2 separate regions of the Mus musculus genome follow, and region 2 is linked to region 1. The links are chromatin contacts, called in public HiChIP or PLAC-seq maps. All regions are on one chromosome and are shown on one strand. Each heading gives the region's core, a stretch centred on a gene start, on an enhancer-like site or on the middle of the called end of the contact. The rest is flanking DNA. Distances are from core to core; before and after follow the strand shown. Region 1 has its middle 9.1 kb from the start of 4930573C15Rik. Region 2 overlaps Gm35112 (a long non-coding RNA gene).

The links. HiChIP or PLAC-seq counts read pairs in DNA pulled down with a chosen protein or histone mark.
Region 2: a contact with region 1 is called in an H3K4me3 HiChIP or PLAC-seq map of neural tube, with 4 times the contacts expected there. The contact joins two enhancer-like sites. A contact is called at or near these places in 2 of 39 promoter capture datasets (embryonic stem cells and liver), 5 of 15 datasets of contacts at CTCF or cohesin (the NIH/3T3 cell line, embryonic stem cells, large pre-B cells and 2 more), 13 of 484 Hi-C or Micro-C datasets (the Ba/F3 cell line, CD4 T cells, bone marrow-derived DN3 thymocytes and 9 more), 14 of 115 datasets of contacts at active chromatin or transcription factors (craniofacial prominence, differentiating embryonic stem cells, embryonic basal ganglia and 10 more) and 2 of 9 other capture datasets (liver and macrophages).

What each region holds. Positions count from the first base shown.
Region 1 is chr5:146,710,781-146,715,045 of GRCm38.p6, forward strand. No RefSeq gene overlaps it. Among named protein-coding and RNA genes, the nearest start is that of 4930573C15Rik, 9.1 kb to the left of the region's middle. Within about 2 kb of position 1,976, at least 45 of the 459 cell types and tissues checked have an H3K27ac peak or open chromatin away from gene starts, as enhancers often do. A contact at or near this core is called in neural tube, where this site is marked.
Region 2 is chr5:147,290,760-147,295,024 of GRCm38.p6, forward strand. It overlaps Gm35112 (a long non-coding RNA gene), which reads right to left. Exons shown (of 4, transcript XR_868711.3): 2 at 3,764-3,851; 3 at 3,561-3,658. Among named protein-coding and RNA genes, the nearest start is that of Gm35112, 5.1 kb to the right of the region's middle. Within about 2 kb of position 2,547, at least 69 of the 459 cell types and tissues checked have an H3K27ac peak or open chromatin away from gene starts, as enhancers often do. A contact at or near this core is called in neural tube, where this site is marked.

The sequences.
Region 1 (4,265 bases), core at 726-3,225:
GACTTCACCCGTTGTCTACACTGGTTGCCAGCGAGATCCAGGAGCTGCCTGACTTCCCAGGCCATCAGTGCTGGGTTATAGATGTGTGCCTAGCTCTGTGTGGGTGCTGGGATCCGAACTCAGGTCCCCAGGCTTACACAGCATGCCATTTGCCCATCTCCCAGGCCCTGCTATACCTCACATCTGTTTCCCAAAGTTTGTATATTGGAAACCCCAGTGCAGCATTGCTGGGAGGCGGGACCTGTGAGGTCACCTGATAGGAGCTCTTCCATCATGCACAGCTTGGTGCTGGTTATAAAGGCGTTGAGGCTGCTACCTGGACCTCTTCCTCTCTCTTGTAGGCTCACTTCTCACGCTAGTACGAAGCAGCATGAAGGCCCTCACCAGGTGCAGCACTTTAGTCATGGATTTCCCAGCCTCCGAACCCACGAGAAATATGTTTCCACTCTTCCTGTATAGCTCCGCCTTAGCAGCACAAGTTGGTGGGATAGCACGTCTGTCCGAACCTCTTCCTCTCTGTCATTCTATCTCACCAAACTCAATGTTATCTCCCAGTGTGCTCCATGCTATACCATTGCCCCGCCCTGGTTCTGGCTCTCTTCTTGTTGCAATGGGACTTCTACAAAGAGCCCATCTCCGACTCTCCCACAATCGTGACAAAACCTGAGTCAGCTCATGCCTGCAAGAGGCTCCCCAAGATGCAAGGCTGTCTTTGCCAAGTACCCACCAACCTCTGCCCACCTTCTCTAGCCCTATACTACAGGCTCAGGGAATGGGCAAGACTCCCTCTTGGTCTCATGACCCAGCTTTTCCCTCTGCCTGTTCTTAAGTGTGGGTTGTATTATTAATCATCTGCGGCCGGGCTAATGGATCAGGAGGCAGCTGCCATTGGCACTAAGAATGTTAGGAAGCTATTGTTAATCACAGATCCCCCCAAGAGGCCACAGCACAACACATGGGGCCAGACAGGGAAGCGCTAGGTTGGTCAGGGGGCAGAGGGAGGGAACGACGTAGAAAGCTTTCATTGTGGTCTCTGTGGGAAGAAACAGTCAAAGCACAGTAGACAGATGGGTTGGTGGGGTTGGTTCACACCAGTGAGCTCTGTGCATAGGGGCTGTCGATACTTTTCTGGTCCTGCCTTTAGGGTGACTAGAACAGAGTGTAAGTGCTCAACTATGCCTCTGACCAATAAGTGGTTTGTCTTCTGCAGGCATCTACTAGTCTTGCAGGCAGGCCCTGCAAGAAGCAGGATTCCAGATGTCAAACTGGTCAGGGTCTAAAACAATGTAACAAACATGGGCTTGTGGTGCCCCCCCTTTGTTCTTGGCTGGCATTAGTCAGGATAATGTGGCCCAGGGCTGGACTCTGGTAGCTCCTACATGAGGTGACCTTCTCTGAGCCTCTGTTCCCCAGGTGGAAGAGGGTGCCTGGCACACACTGTTGGTCCTAAGAATGTTGGCTTTCTCTCCTGTGTGTGTCACCTCGTTCATGCCCTTGGTCTGGCTTAGCTGTCCACTCTTCCTCTGCACACACTCTATGGAGCACATAACAATGGCCACATGGAATCAAAGACTTGTCTTCCCCACCCCACCCTGAGACAGGAAGGCACCTGAGTTCAGGAGCTAGATCTGAATCCAAGGGCCTACCACAGACCCCAGCCCCAGTCACGTGCTCAGCTCAGCAACCATTTGCAGAATAAATGACTGGATTGTGATTGGCTCCCACTAGAGCCTAACTCCGAGGCCTCGCTGCCCGACAGACACGGGCTTTCTTGTGCCGACTTCTCTCTCCGGTCCTTTCTTGACATCAGGGCAAGGCATTAATCCATCTGCCCCTTGGGCCAGGCAGGCACCAGCTGGAGTGGGGCATCTGAACTCGAGAATTGATTTCCCAAGTGCACGGAGCCCGTGTGCACACCAAATGAGGCAGATGCCCTGCTAATGAGAGCAGCCCAGACCTCGGCCTGCTGGGAAATGTGCACATCTCACCCCTGCCTGCCAAGCAGGCTTCCTTGGCGCGGGCCTGGGTTACTCTCTCCCACACCCCCTCAGCTGGCTTCTCCCGGCCATCTTCGTTCATCCCAGGCTGAAGCCAGTCTCGTTTGTTTCCTGAAACCCTCCGAGTATTAATGGAGCGCATTACATCTGGCAAGGGAGAAATCCGAGATCCTAAATCATCCGGTGGCCACTTGTATCTGCTAACGGAGGCCATTATGGCCCGCTGCGCTCGCCGGCTATGTTTCATTACCTTTGAGTTTGTTTTCCACAATGGCCAGAGTGGGGCTTCTGGGGGTAGTCTCTCAGATGGGCTCCTGCACTGGATGAGAGCTCGGCTCAGCTCTGGGATCTCAAATTGGCAGACTCCCCTCTCTGCTAAAGCATTTCTTCCTCAGCTGCTGGGTGGCTTGTGACATTTGTTCCCGAGGAAGAGAGGAAGAGGAGCGGAAGAGCAAGCAGCTGCCCAGTCACCCTGGCCTCCTCCGGAGCGTGGGGCCACTGGGCAAGACTGAAGAGGCAGCTGCTACCGGCAGGCCTCCTAATTCCCTAATCCCTCTGGGCTTCCTGCCACAGAAGTGCCTCCACAAAAGGCCTGGAGTCCCCTGGGGGAGGGCATGGCAGCAAGGAGGGAATCCGATTTTTGTCTCTGATAAATCCTTAGTAAGTGTCATGCGCCAGACAGCAGATACGAATGGAAGATACGAACAGGGGAAAAATAGGTTTTCTGAAAGGTTCAGAGGTTCTGGTCGAAGGGTCCAATAAGAAAACATGAATAAAACATGGCACCGTGGGCTGGAGAGATGGTTCAGTGGTTAAGAGCACTGGCTGCTCTTCTATAGAGGACTGGGGTTTGATTCCCAGCACCCACATGGAGGCTCACAACCATCTGTAACTTCAGTCCCAGGGGATCGGAAGCCTTTTTTCTGGCGTCTGTGGGCACAACATCATATAGCATACATACAAACATGGAGGCAAAGCACTCATACACATCAATGTCAGCTCTTTGCCCGCAGGTCCAGGAGAGAGGAGAGGACCGGGTCCAGCGGAGTCTATCCAGGGCTGAGCTGAATAGCGAGTGTCGATGGCCATGGCCGGAAAGAAACACACCAGGGCCGGGAGTCTTGTCAGAGCAGGAACTGATTTTAATTAAATCAGCCTCATGCTTATATAGGGTTGAGGGAGGCGGCAGGGAAGGGTGAGGGAGGGTATGGGGTGACTGACAGGGCCAATGAAGTTATTCCACATCAGCGGTAGCTAGGCAAAGGCGGGCCTAAGCAGGTCGTGCTGAGTCACTCTAGTACAGAAGTGAGCGAGGCAGGTCCCTGGACTCCAACCAGGCTCAGGTCTTCCCATTAGGCCGTAGATTTTTGGCCCAACACATTAAATAAATCTTTAAGGGGCTGAGGAGATGCCTCAGCAGTTAAGGGCCGACTGCTATTCTTCCGGAGGTCCAGAGTTCAATTCCTGGCACCCACACTGGATGGCTCACAACCACCTGTTAACTCTGGCTCTGTGCGCCTATACTGGCTGGCTTTCTGTTACCTTGACACAATCTAAAGTCATCTGAGAGGAAGGAGCCTCAACTGAGAACGTGCCTCCATAAGATCCGGCTGTAGGCAAGGATGTAGAGCATTGTCTTAGTGATGGATGTGGGAGGTACCAGCCAACTGTGGGGACAACCCTAGGCTTATGGTCCTAGGTTTTGTAAAATTTGGAAGGGGCTGGTGAGATGGCTCAGTGGTTAAGAGCGCCGACTGCTCTTCCAAAGATCCTGAGTTCAAATCCCAGCAACCACATGGTGGCTCACAACCATCTGTAATGAAAACTGATGCTCTCTTCTGGAGTGTCTGAAGACAGCTACAGTGTACTTACATATAATAAATAAATAAATAAATAAATAAATAAATAAATTGGAGGCTGAGCAAACCATGAGGAACAAGCCAGTAAGTAGCATCCCTCTGTGGTCTCTACATCAGCTCCTGCATCCAGGTTCCTACCTTGGCTTCTTTCAGTAGATTGTGACCTAGGATGTGAGAGCCTAATAAACCCTTTCTGCCCTCAGGTTACTTTTGGTCATGGTATTTATCACATCAGTAGTAACCCTAGGACAGCACTCATATCTACAGACCTACAACATACACACATGCAAGTACACCCACATACACCCTCTAAAACAAAACAAACAAAAAACCAAAACATGCCCTAGAACACTGCATTCAACCTGAGAGGAGGGCCAGGAGTGTCTGCGTGGCTTGATGTTTTGGCTGA
Region 2 (4,265 bases), core at 1,297-3,796, 580 kb after region 1:
GTTAAGAGCACTTGCCACTCTTCTAGGGGACCGGAGTTCAGTTCCCAGCACCCGCTAGGACAGCTCACAACCACCTATAACTCTGTCTCCAGAGGCTCACACACCTCCTCTGGCCTCCATGGGCAACCACATGTATTCACCTAGACACATACATATAAAAAAAAATTAAATCACAATACATATTTTCTAATGGAATAGACATCCAAAATAACCTGCTGTGAGAATGGAGAAAAGGCTTAGCCATTAAGAGCACTTGTTCTTTCGGAGGACCTAAATTTGGGTCCCAGCACCCACATGATCGGTCACACCCATACATATCTCCAGTTCTAGAGGTTTTGATGTCATTTTTCTGATCTCCGTAAGCACCAGACACACACTTAGACAAAACACTCGTACACATAAAATGAATATTAAAAAAAATATCTGGGGCTGGCAAAATGGCTCAGCAGGTAAGAGCACTGACTGCTCTTCCAGAGGTCCTGAGTTCAATTCCCAGCAACCACATGAAGGCTCACAACCATTTGTACAGCTACAGTGTTCTCACATACATAAAATAAATAAATAAATCTAAATTAAAAAAAAAAGAAGTTAAGAAAAAAAGTATCTGTTGGGCATACACAAAATGATTTAGGAAATAAACACATCATTCCAATACCAGATTTAGAAAATAAGTTACAGCCAGGCGTGGTGGCCCACACCTTTAGTCCCAGCACTCGGGAGGCAAAGGCAGGCGGATTTCTGAGTTCGAGGCCAGCCTGGTCTACAAAGTGAGTTCCAGGACAGCCAGGGCTACACAGAGAAACCCTGTCTCAAAAAAACAAAAAAAGAAGAAGATAGAGAAGTAAATATGACTTAGTTTCCATTTTTATGTTTTTTTAATATTAGAAAAGAAAGACTATTTCATATATGTGTAAGTATACAATACAATTCTTTTTACTTAAAATTGATTGATTGATTGATGATTGATTGATTGATTTAGTGTTGGGTATTTTTGTTGGTTTTGTTTTCCCGGTTGTGTTTTTTCCCGTACATATCTACAGTGGGCACCATATGAGTGACTGAGTCATGACCCTTGTGTGGGTGGTGAGAACTGAACCCAGGTCCTCTGCAAGAGCTCTTTACAGCTGAGCCATCTCTCCAGCTCACACACACATAAATCTTGGTTGGAATTGCTTAAGCCAGAGCAACATCAATAACCCAGCCGGCTAGAATGTACACAGTCATGAAAGAACGTTTGCATATTTTTTCCCATTTTTCACCCTTGCACCATTTAAATGTGTTGGCGTTGGCAGGAAATGTCTGAGGGAGTTGTTAGTGTGCATTAATAGAACCTCAACCCCAGGCAGGCTTTGACAGGGGTGTTCTTTGTACGGTGTCTCCCACCCACCCATTTTAACATCTTTTCTGGGTGTTGAAACTCAGCGAATTTGCCTCTCCACTTCTGCTGGCTGGCTTGCTGGCCACTTCCTCTCCCCCACCGAGCCTGCCTCTGCTTATCTCTAAGGTTGTGTTCTCCAGCCCTCTAAGGGGTCGGGGCGAGGCTAGCCGGAAAGGGGGCGCTACTCCTGTCTGTGGCAGCTACTGTGTACAAGCCCGACCTTTGCCACAGGCTCGGCTCTGCTGGAAACCAGGAAAGAATGTGGTTTTGGGAGAAGAACAGGGCCCAACTGCCCTTCTTCTTACTCTCTAGACTCCCGATTTTCAGAATGTACCCTCGTGTCCAAGTCATGGCTCCATTTCTGAAAGACTCGCTGGAGGATAGAGGTTTACTCAGAGGAAGCGGGGAGTGGGGAGAACAGCGCAAGGGTAGGTGTTTGGAGAAACATGTGTCTCCGCCACAGTAAACATTAACTTATATTAAAACCCAGCCTTTCTCTTCCCAGGGTTTCACAAAGCAGGAAGTCAAAAGCAGGGTGCGGGGAAGGAAACTCCCCAAAGAGAGGGCCCTGAGTAAATTATTTAGCTGTGACACACGACTGAGTCATTCGTCCTTCTCCACACCCCAAAAGGGGCCCAGGTTGACACCAGTCCTCCGACCCACTAATTTAAGCCAAGAGGAGAAACCAGATTGCCAGAAGCCAGGAAAACGTCTGGAGTTGAGGGGTGGGGAGGAGGGGCTGTTGCTACATTACTCAGACTGGCTAAATTCCTGGGCTCAATGGCACCCACGGTAGCTGCAGGCCACTGCGCAAGACTTGATGACAATGAGAGGCAAACCAGAGGCATCCCTCTGGCTGAGATGAGATTGGACCTGGTCCTGGTACACACAGCTTGCACACCTCGCCTTCAGTTGTTAAAGAGGAGTCAGGGGAGAAAATATACATGCAACCCGGAAAGGCAGAAATGTGCAGGTCCATTCACACCTTGTGCCATGAAACATCCCCCTAAGGCTGACCCCAGCCTGGTGTCCTTGGCCACCAAGCCAAGAAGCAGAGACAGGGGCGGAGTGTTGCTGCTCGGCCCTGGGTGCCACTCAATCCTGCTGTGCCCAAACTGCCCTACCTTGCTCTCCAGTCGCAGGGTTCCCTGAGCTCAGCCTGAGCAGCAAGCGCCCCCTAGTGGACCCTTGTGCGCATGCGGCCGCAAAAGAGTACGGCACTGGGATAGGTGATTGGCAGGGACAGATTTGCAGCAGCTGCACAAATCAGCTGGGCAGCCTGGGGCCCTCAGCAGGGTCTGGCCTGAGGCCACTCCAGGTGCTCCTAGCCCCAGGCATGTCAGCGCCGGATGGCCAGTTGCCCGCTGCTCCGAATTTAGAGGCTTGTGCTGTTTAAAATTGAGGGAATCAAGCTGGGGCCCTATTGGCCCCTGCCTTTATTCCCAGCACGGCAGAGGCAGAGAGGCAGAGGGGCAGAGGGGCAGAGAGGCAGAGGCAGGAGGATCTCTGTGAGTTCGAGGCCAGCCTGGGTTTAGGCCAGCCAGGGATACGCAGAGAAGCCCTGTCTCAACCCCACCCTTACCCTGACCCCACAGGGCGGGGGCGGTGGGGGGGGGGGAGGGAATCTAGGACTGCAGAGGACCGAATGCTGGTCCCAATACCCACAGGCTCACAACCATATCCAGCTACAGGGGATCTGATGTTGTTCTCTTCTAATCATGTTAACTCAGGCAAGCAAACTCACATAAATATTTATTTTTAAATTAGCATATAAACAGCTGAGCGTGGTGGCATATGTCCTTAGTTAACCCCAGCACTTGGAAAGCAGAGGCAGGCAGATCCTAGCTTTGACTACTTAAGGAGTTACAGTCCAGCTAGGGCGACAGTGAGAACCTATCTCTAAAAATAAATATAACTATTAAAAGTCAGCGTTTAATTAGACAAGTAATTAGAAAAGGCTCTCATCGGAACTAAGCTCCTCAAAGAAGTGCTAAAAAGTGCTCTGAATCTCACAATGATGCGTCTAGGTGCAGGCATTGGAAGAGGCGGTGCAAGGGCTTTGAGTTCCTGCAGTCTTTTGCGGGTCGCCACGCTTAGGGAGACGCTGTGACCGCTCCCGGGGCACACATTCCCGGGGCTAGAGCGCCGCCTTCTGGCCCTCCTCCAGAGGAAGGCGACTCACCTGTGTGCCTTGGGAGGCAGGCTGCTCCATTGACCTTGGGGAAGGCGCAGAAGCCTGGGCTGTGCCTTCAGGAAGCTGGAATGACTTCTTCCTGTTACCTGGAGGAGATACACAAGGCTGCTGCCTTAGCGTTTCGAATTAAAAACAGTGGGGCTGGCGAGATGGCTGAGTCGGTAAAGGTACTTGCCGCGAAGTCGGCTGACCTTTGTTCTCCGTAGTGGCTTGGTTGCACACGGGTATTATGATATGTGGTCGGTGCTTCCCCAAGTATATTTCGGACAATTAGGAATTCTGTAGAAAAAAAAAATCAGGCTCAAATTCAAACTGTTTTCTCCGGGGTAGAGTGAAGAAGGAATAAACTGAAAGTTGTGGGCCAAAGCTGTTGTTGAGCTATGCCTGTAACTTAGGAGGGGCAGGCAGAAAGATTAGGAGTTCAAGGCCGGCCAGCCTCAGCTACTTCCTGAGTTTCAGGCTACTTCTTGTTGGTCTAAAGTAACTTTGTTTAGTTATTTAATTCGTTTGAGGGATTTTATTTTGCTTTGTTTCTTTGAGACAGAGTCTCAACGGTGTAGCCCTGGCCAGCCTGAAGCTTGGATAGATATAGTCTAAACTGGTCTTCAAATGTACAGAAATCCACCTATATCGGTCTCTCCAGTGGTGGGATTAAAGCCACGTGGCCCAGGTCACTTTTAACAACTCCTAAAT